Regions from separate parts of the Rattus norvegicus genome. Here region 2 is linked to region 1. Evidence: chromatin contacts called from public Hi-C data. All regions are on one chromosome and are shown on one strand. The core of a region is the stretch at or near the end of the contact, and the rest is flanking DNA. Distances in the headings are between cores, read along the strand shown.

The links. A called contact is a pair of places that touch in the nucleus more often than the background predicts.
Region 2: a Hi-C map of the A7r5 cell line shows a contact between it and region 1, with 4 times the contacts expected there. The contact joins two enhancer-like sites. A contact is called at or near these places in 5 of 12 Hi-C or Micro-C datasets (the A7r5 cell line, the Rat2 cell line, Schwann cells and 2 more).

The regions. Positions count from the first base shown.
Region 1 is chr11:93,240,937-93,244,333 of GRCr8, reverse strand. No RefSeq gene overlaps it. Among named protein-coding and RNA genes, the nearest start is that of Vps8, 100 kb to the right of the region's middle. Within about 2 kb of position 1,858, at least 16 of the 93 cell types and tissues checked have an H3K27ac peak or open chromatin away from gene starts, as enhancers often do. A contact at or near this core is called in the A7r5 cell line, where this site is marked.
Region 2 is chr11:93,355,654-93,359,050 of GRCr8, reverse strand. All of the region lies in intron 1 of Ephb3 (Eph receptor B3), which reads left to right. Among named protein-coding and RNA genes, the nearest start is that of Ephb3, 6.4 kb to the left of the region's middle. Within about 2 kb of position 1,565, at least 69 of the 93 cell types and tissues checked have an H3K27ac peak or open chromatin away from gene starts, as enhancers often do. A contact at or near this core is called in the A7r5 cell line, where this site is marked.

The sequences.
Region 1 (3,397 bases), core at 609-3,108:
GAAGGGTAAACGATGACACAGTCAGTGGTTAAACCTTGTCGCCTAGCCCCATATCCTGAAATTAAGCGTGAGGGTGCAGTGATGTAGCTCAGAGACAGAACGCTTGTCCAGAGAGTGTGGGAAGTCACAGGTTCCACCTTCAGTACCAAAATGAAATCGGCCAAAAATGCAAAGACATAGGAAGGCCCAGCCGTGTAGAGCCTCTGGCACCGGAAGCTTGAAGCCCTCCCTGTGCACACTGAAGGCAGCTCCCCTTGACTCTTTGTGAAGAAAGTGAGCATTTGACAAAAGACAGAAGTAGTTCATTTTGATGGGTGTTGGGTGTGAGTTGGAGAGGCCTCGGTGCTAAGGGAGTTGGCTCAGGAGTGTGGCGTTCTGCTGGATTCACGCCTGAACCATTGGGTGGCCTTCGGCAGGACACAGCTCACTCCTCTCCAAAAGCCAGTCTCAACCTTCAGTCCCCTGCCTCATCCCTCTTATGGGAGTTGGAGGTAGGAGAAGGGGAGAGGAATCTCAGGAAAGGTTTACCAGGGAGCTACCAGCCACCTACACTCGAGAGCACAGGACAGGAACTCCCTCTTCTGTCTTGAGCCTAAGCCAAGGGAAGGGAGGCCTTGTTGGCGCCCTGATAGAACGGGTGGTACAGGTGCAGGCTGGCTAAAATCAGAGGAGCTGATGGCCCCTGGCATATTTCCTTATGTTCCCACCTCAGGGAGAAATGGCTCAGGGCTGTCTACTCACCAGTGGGGTGGAGGTGGGAGTGGGGGTGGGAGGCAGTGCTGAAAACTTGTTTCAAGAGCCTTTGATTTCCAAATTGTCATGGGAAGCAGTGGCAGCGTTGGCCGTTGGCCGTATGGGATGCAGTGGGGGAGGTGGGTGTACCCAACTGTGTGTCCTGAAGCCACCGTCAGTTAAATTTTGCCACTGCCCTTCCCTTCGCCTAGAGACCAGCTGCACAGAGGCTCTATTTTCAGCATGAGCGACAGCAGCAACCCAAATGTCCAGCACAGCCAGCCAACTTCCTGACGTGAAACCCTAGTCCCAGGTCTCCCAGGCCCCCGGGGTGCAGCAGGTAGACCCCTCAGACAAGGTTCTGGACCACCGTGTACAGTTCTCTCCCTGCTGCTTCCTAACCCAATAGGACTCCAGTTATAAAACGAAACATCGGGCACCGTGCGAGGCGTTGTACAGACATGGCCTCCTTGGTTACTACGGGAGAGGTGTGCTGACTGTGTAGGGCACAAACGTATCATGCTAGTTGCCGATAACACACATTAGTTCCTCCAAACGCCATTTGCACAGGGAGGAGAAATGGATTTCGTTCATATATTTTACAGGGAAACTTCCAGATGCCTCAGTCTGAGTCCGGCCTGTGGCAGCCACGTCTATGACGGACATAAGCTCCTCAGACCGCCCATCTGTAGCTCACAAGTGTGTTTCTGTCCCACTGGTTTTCCCATCGAGAACGCTGTCTTTTTAGATGTCTGTTTCTCAGCGTCTCTCTTGCTTGTTCAACTGAGGTGTTTCTTGCCAGGACCACAGGGGCAGGGATTCTGGGACCAGCTATGGACTGGCTGGCCACCAGAGGCCTGGCAAACATCCCTTCCAGCCAGGGGCTCTGGGCCGTGGGTCCTTGAAGAAGCTGCCAAGAAGAGTGCAGGGTTTCAGGGGAGGGCCACTGGTGCCAGTGGGAAGGCAGGGGCTGGCTGGCCAGAGGCCCTTCTTCACAGCTCAATGCCGAGCGCCTCTCCTGTTTATGAGCTTTGCGAGATTTAGATCACTCGGTATTAGCCACAGGTTTTGGGGGTCACGGCAGAGGTTAGAGAGAGTTCTTTCCCCATGAATCACACTTCCCCAAAATGTAGAACTCCCATAAGAGTCAGCCCGCTTTATGGAGCTGGCAGCAGGGAGGGGGACAGCTAGAGCTCGTGGGAAGCTTTTCCTGAAGAAACTTCTGGAAGGCTGGACAAAGGAATTTGTGGGTAGGAAAGGAGCCAGAGGACAATGATTCTCTGGGACGTGTTAGGTGGGAGCTGGCAAGTGGGCTGCCACGAGGCACAGATAGCGCTGGCCTGGAGGACAAGTCACACTGGCTGCAGAGTACGTGAGCGCAGTCCAATGTGGCAACTGCGTGTTTCCTCGCTCCTTCCTGAACTGAGCCGGTGCCTTCTCGATGACATCTGCAGAATTCTCTTGATGGTCTCAGAATAGCAATGTGCTTATCTACGCCCAGGTCCGGCCGCTTCAGAGTCTGTAGCTTTTGCTTTTCCAGCCCAGCATGTCATATAAATCAGTGGAAGGCTGCTGAGAGAGTTCTCTCAATGCTGCTGGAGACTGTCAGGCTAGCCCCAAACCCTAGGAACGTCAAAGGGCTGGAGAGATGGCTCTACACGGCAACTCACAACTGTCTGTAACTCCTGTTCCAGGGGATCTGATGCCCCTCACAGAGACATACATGCAGTCACAACACCAATGCACATAAAATTTAAAAAAAAAATTAAAAAGAAAAGCTTCACTTTATTTAAAGAAAAAGTACAATAAAGACATGCCCTCCTGAGGATCCAGATGGCCAGGTGACACTTTAGGAAGCTGTCTCGGTGAGGTTTGTTCTTTTAGGTCTTTATTTCTCACTTACCAGCCCTTCTCTGAGCCCCTGAAGAAGTCCACAGTCCTGTCAGGGCAACACCCACTCCTGCTGGTCTTTAAGGGGAAGTATTACGAGGGCTCAGTACACTCCAGGGAGCTGCTCAATCCCATAGACCCAGGCTTTACAGAGGCAGTGCCAGGACAGGACTGAACAGGGCTGATGTAGGAATAACCCTCTGCCCTCCTCCTAAGCTTGGTTTTCCAACAGAGCAAAGGTAAGTGCCTACCCCGAGGTCACATAGCTAGTAAGAGACCCCAGAACCCCATTCCTCAGCTCTCTTTCTAAACTTGAATCTAACTCATTATTTATTTATTTATTTATTTATTTATTCATTTATTCATTCGATGTGCACTGGTGTTTTTGCCAGCATGTATGTCTGTGTAAGGGCGTCAGATCCCCTGGAACTGGAGTTACAGACAGTTGTGAGTTGCCATGTAGGTGGGTGCTGGGGATTGAACCCCTGGTCCTTTGGAAGAGCAGCAAATGCTCTTAGCCCCTGAGTTAGCTCTCTTGCCTCCAGTCAAGCCTTTTAGAAGGCCCATTTGGGCCATGTATGAGGAGGACTCAGACTGTGGATTTATCCTTGGGCCAATCTAGTGCCTGGACTGGGCTTCTCAGTCCAGCTTCTTCCCAAGGTAGGCTCATCCCTGTGCTACGTGTGCTACGCTGAGCTCCTGCCTGGATCCTTTATGACCCCGGGGATTACAAACCGTTGCTCCCCCAGGCTCTGGATTAGCCATTCTAGCCTCT
Region 2 (3,397 bases), core at 316-2,815, 120 kb before region 1:
CCCCAACTTTTCCATCACTCTACTACAGATGCCCCGAAAAGAAGTATGCTTGCCTGTGTGTCTGCTGCTTGTAGAACCCCCAAGTTCTCACACTAACTTTAATGATTTTAATGGGGTTTTTTCTCCCCTGAAACAAGGTTTCTTGGTGTAACCCTGACTGTCCTGGGACTCTCTCTTGTAGACTTTACTGGCCTGGAACTCATAGGGATCATCCTGTCTCTGCCTCTGCCTCCCAAGTGCTGGGATTAAAGAAGGTTGTGTGCTACAAACTGCTCCCCGGATGGAGTTCCCTTGCTCCTTCATGGAGCTGTGGTGCGTTCTCCATGTGCATATGGAAGAGCATGTTACAAGTCTCTGCGGGGAAACTAGTGCTTGTGTTTGTAGTTTCTATGTAGCCATGCGATTGGGTGTGTGAGAGGAGGGTGTACGGTTGGATTGGGCGTGCCTGTCCTTAGTAAGGCTGTGTGGCTGACAGTGGGTCTGCCTTAGGGCACGCTGGATCTGTATGTAAGAAAGATTCTCTCTGTGTGTGAATGTCTAAGGAGAGTAATCACTCTGTACCATATGCATCTGTCTGAAAAAGGCAGACTAGCTGTGTGGGGGGCCGTGTACGTGTTTGCGGGTGGTTCCGAATGTATTTGTCCACCATATGTGTTGACTCGCCCTTCTTTGGTCCCAGTAGTGGGGAACGAGCTCTGCCACTGAGAACTGGGTACTGCCTGTGCAAATGTTGTTTTTGTGCATAGGTGAGAGCCACACGGTTTGCTGCCACCAGCTACTTACTTAGGCTGTGGCCCGATGGAAAACCGAAAGAGTGCTTCATCAAAGCCCCAGTTCCAGATCACCAGTATGATGATAACTTCCTGGTGACTCTTAAGAACAATAAGAGTCCTGTGTCTAGGGGGTGGCCAGCCGTCCTTTCTTATCTCCCTCCACAGCCACCTGGCTGAGGGGTTGGCATGTAAGCAGCAGCTAGGAGTATTTGGAGGTTGCTCTTTTGTTCTAAGTCCATATCTTCAAAGCAGAGAAAAGCTCTCCCTCCCGGTACCGTGGGCAGAGATGGTGCTATAACCCTCAGTCAGTCCTTGAGACCCGGGCACTGATATACTCAGTCTGCCCTAGATCTCCCTCCCGTGCTTGGGGCAGACTGCAAGGAACAGACCCCTCCTCTCCCAAGAGAAGAGGGGAAACCAGAGCAGCCCGCCTCCTCCCCACCCTGGTGACCGGAGCCCGAGCCCCTCCTCAGGCACACAGGCCTGGAAACCCAAGTCCTCTCCTCATTAATGGGAAAAATGTGCCGAGATTGAGCGATGGCCAAAGGCTGATCCCCTCCCTCCCTCTCCAGAAATTAAACAGAAATGAAGAGCCTCCCTCTCTCCCTCCTCCTGCGCCCGCCTCCAGCCCTCCCCTCTCTCCTCCCCCTCCCCTCCTCCCAGAGCCAGCGCAGGGCTTGTTTTAAACTGTGGAGGAATCTGGCTGAAGGGGGGAGGGGGGCTGAATATTTGGGTTTAAACAGTTCCAGATGGGTTTGGCACTGGCTGAGCAGAAGGAAGTGAGGGAGAGGGAGGAGGGAGGCAGCGCGCGGGAGCAGTGGGAGCCCTTGCCTGCTCCAGCGGGCGGGCAGCGTCAGGCGGCGGCGGGCCGACAAGCAGGCGGACTGGCCGGCTGGTTGGCTGGGGGAGGGTGTGTGCTTGGCTCAGCGCGGAGCGGCTGCTCCCTGGGACAGGAGTATTCCAGGCTGCCGGCTGGGGAAGAGGCCACTTGGCAATCCCCTTCTCTGTCGATGTCTCTTTGGGCCTCCTTGTCTCTTCATCTCACTGTCTGTTGTAGTCCGCTGCCCAGCATCCCGACTGTCTGGTCCCAGCCTGCCAAAGTCCTTCAGCTTGGCCCATCTTCTGGCCCAGCTAAGCCCCAGCTTTCCATCCTATCTCTGGGTCCCTGCTTCTGACCATCTCTGCCACCTGCCAAATATGTGTCTGTCGGTCTGTCTGCCAGAGGAGGCTGGGACGGCTTGTGCAGCCGGCCTTGTAAGGACCACTAGCTGCTGTAGTTCTAGAGCCTGGCTCCTTGCAGCGAGTGTCCGCTGCACTCTGCCCCTGTGCCACCCACCTAGGTCCACTCATCACTGCTCTGTTCCCCATTGGGTTCTCTGATGGCTTCTGTGAATTTCAGACCTTCTAGGGACCCTCAGCTGTCCCACCAAGGATGTTATGGTCTCTAGACATTCTGGGGTATCTCTGCCTGTTAAAGCCCAAAGTTGAGGCTGTCTTGACTCTTAGGCAACAGGGAAGAGGTGGGGAGGGGGTTGTCCCTTCCCTTCCTAGTGTCATACTGGGTCTGATCTTGGAGTCATGCTCTCTTCAGTTGTCCAACCAAAGCTCAGAACCAGATTCTAGGGGTGCAAGTTTGTGTCTAGAGCTCCCATGCTGGAGCAAGCTGAGCCTGGAACTCAGAACAGAGAGGGGCTGTCCCTTGATTCACAGAGGAAGGCAGCTCACCTGACTTGAAGTTCCAAGAAACACTTCCTGGAGGGAGAAGTTTGGCTGGGACACACAGCCGGGTTTCCAGTTTTCCAAGCTCTATTTGGAGGGTGGGGGGTGTTTTTGAAACAGAGTCTCACCATGTACCCCCACACTAAGCTGAAACTCCTCACCCTCCAAGCCCCAACCTCTCGGGTGCCAGGGTTACAGGTGTGTGTCTCCACGCTGGACTCTCCCATCCCTTTAAAGGGGTCACTGAATCAGCGGGACCCAAATTAGTACTGCCTTCGGCCCCTTGCTCTGTGTCCTAACAGTTTTGCCAATCAGACCAGCCCGGCTGGGCATCCCTCTTCCGTAGAGGGCTGTGAGCAGTGCCTTCTCCAAGGATTTTGTGAAGCTTTGAACTAAGTTCTAGCTTAGCCATCGGTGGTCCTTTTACCTCAAAGAGCATCCTTGTTTCAACCCCCACAGGTGGCTGAGGAGGAGGGTGGGAGCAGGCCCTGGCCTGCCACTGCTCTTCCCCAGGGCAGTGTGTGAGGCCCAGCCTTTGTGCTGGGAATGGAGTCAGGGGAGGCCCACACTGCTGGGTCTGAGGCCCACAGCCCTTTGTTCCAGGATAAAGGCCCTGCTGGCCCCTTTGTGTGGAGATTAGTAGAGCCTGAGGTGTGTGAACCAGCCACTGCTCCAACCTCAGTTAACCCAGGCCTAGGGTCAGAGACAGACATCTACCCCTAGCCAGTCAGACGGACACCTTTGGAGTTGTGACTCCTCTGGGGATGACTTCGGGATCTCTGGGGAAAGGGAAGGCATCTTTGGAGACTTGGGAGAGGCTGTGCCTGATGGAAACTGATTTCTTACATCCCTGACTTTCCTGGGTGACTTCTCCCTCATTCTGAGGTTAGCCCCTGACCTTTCCT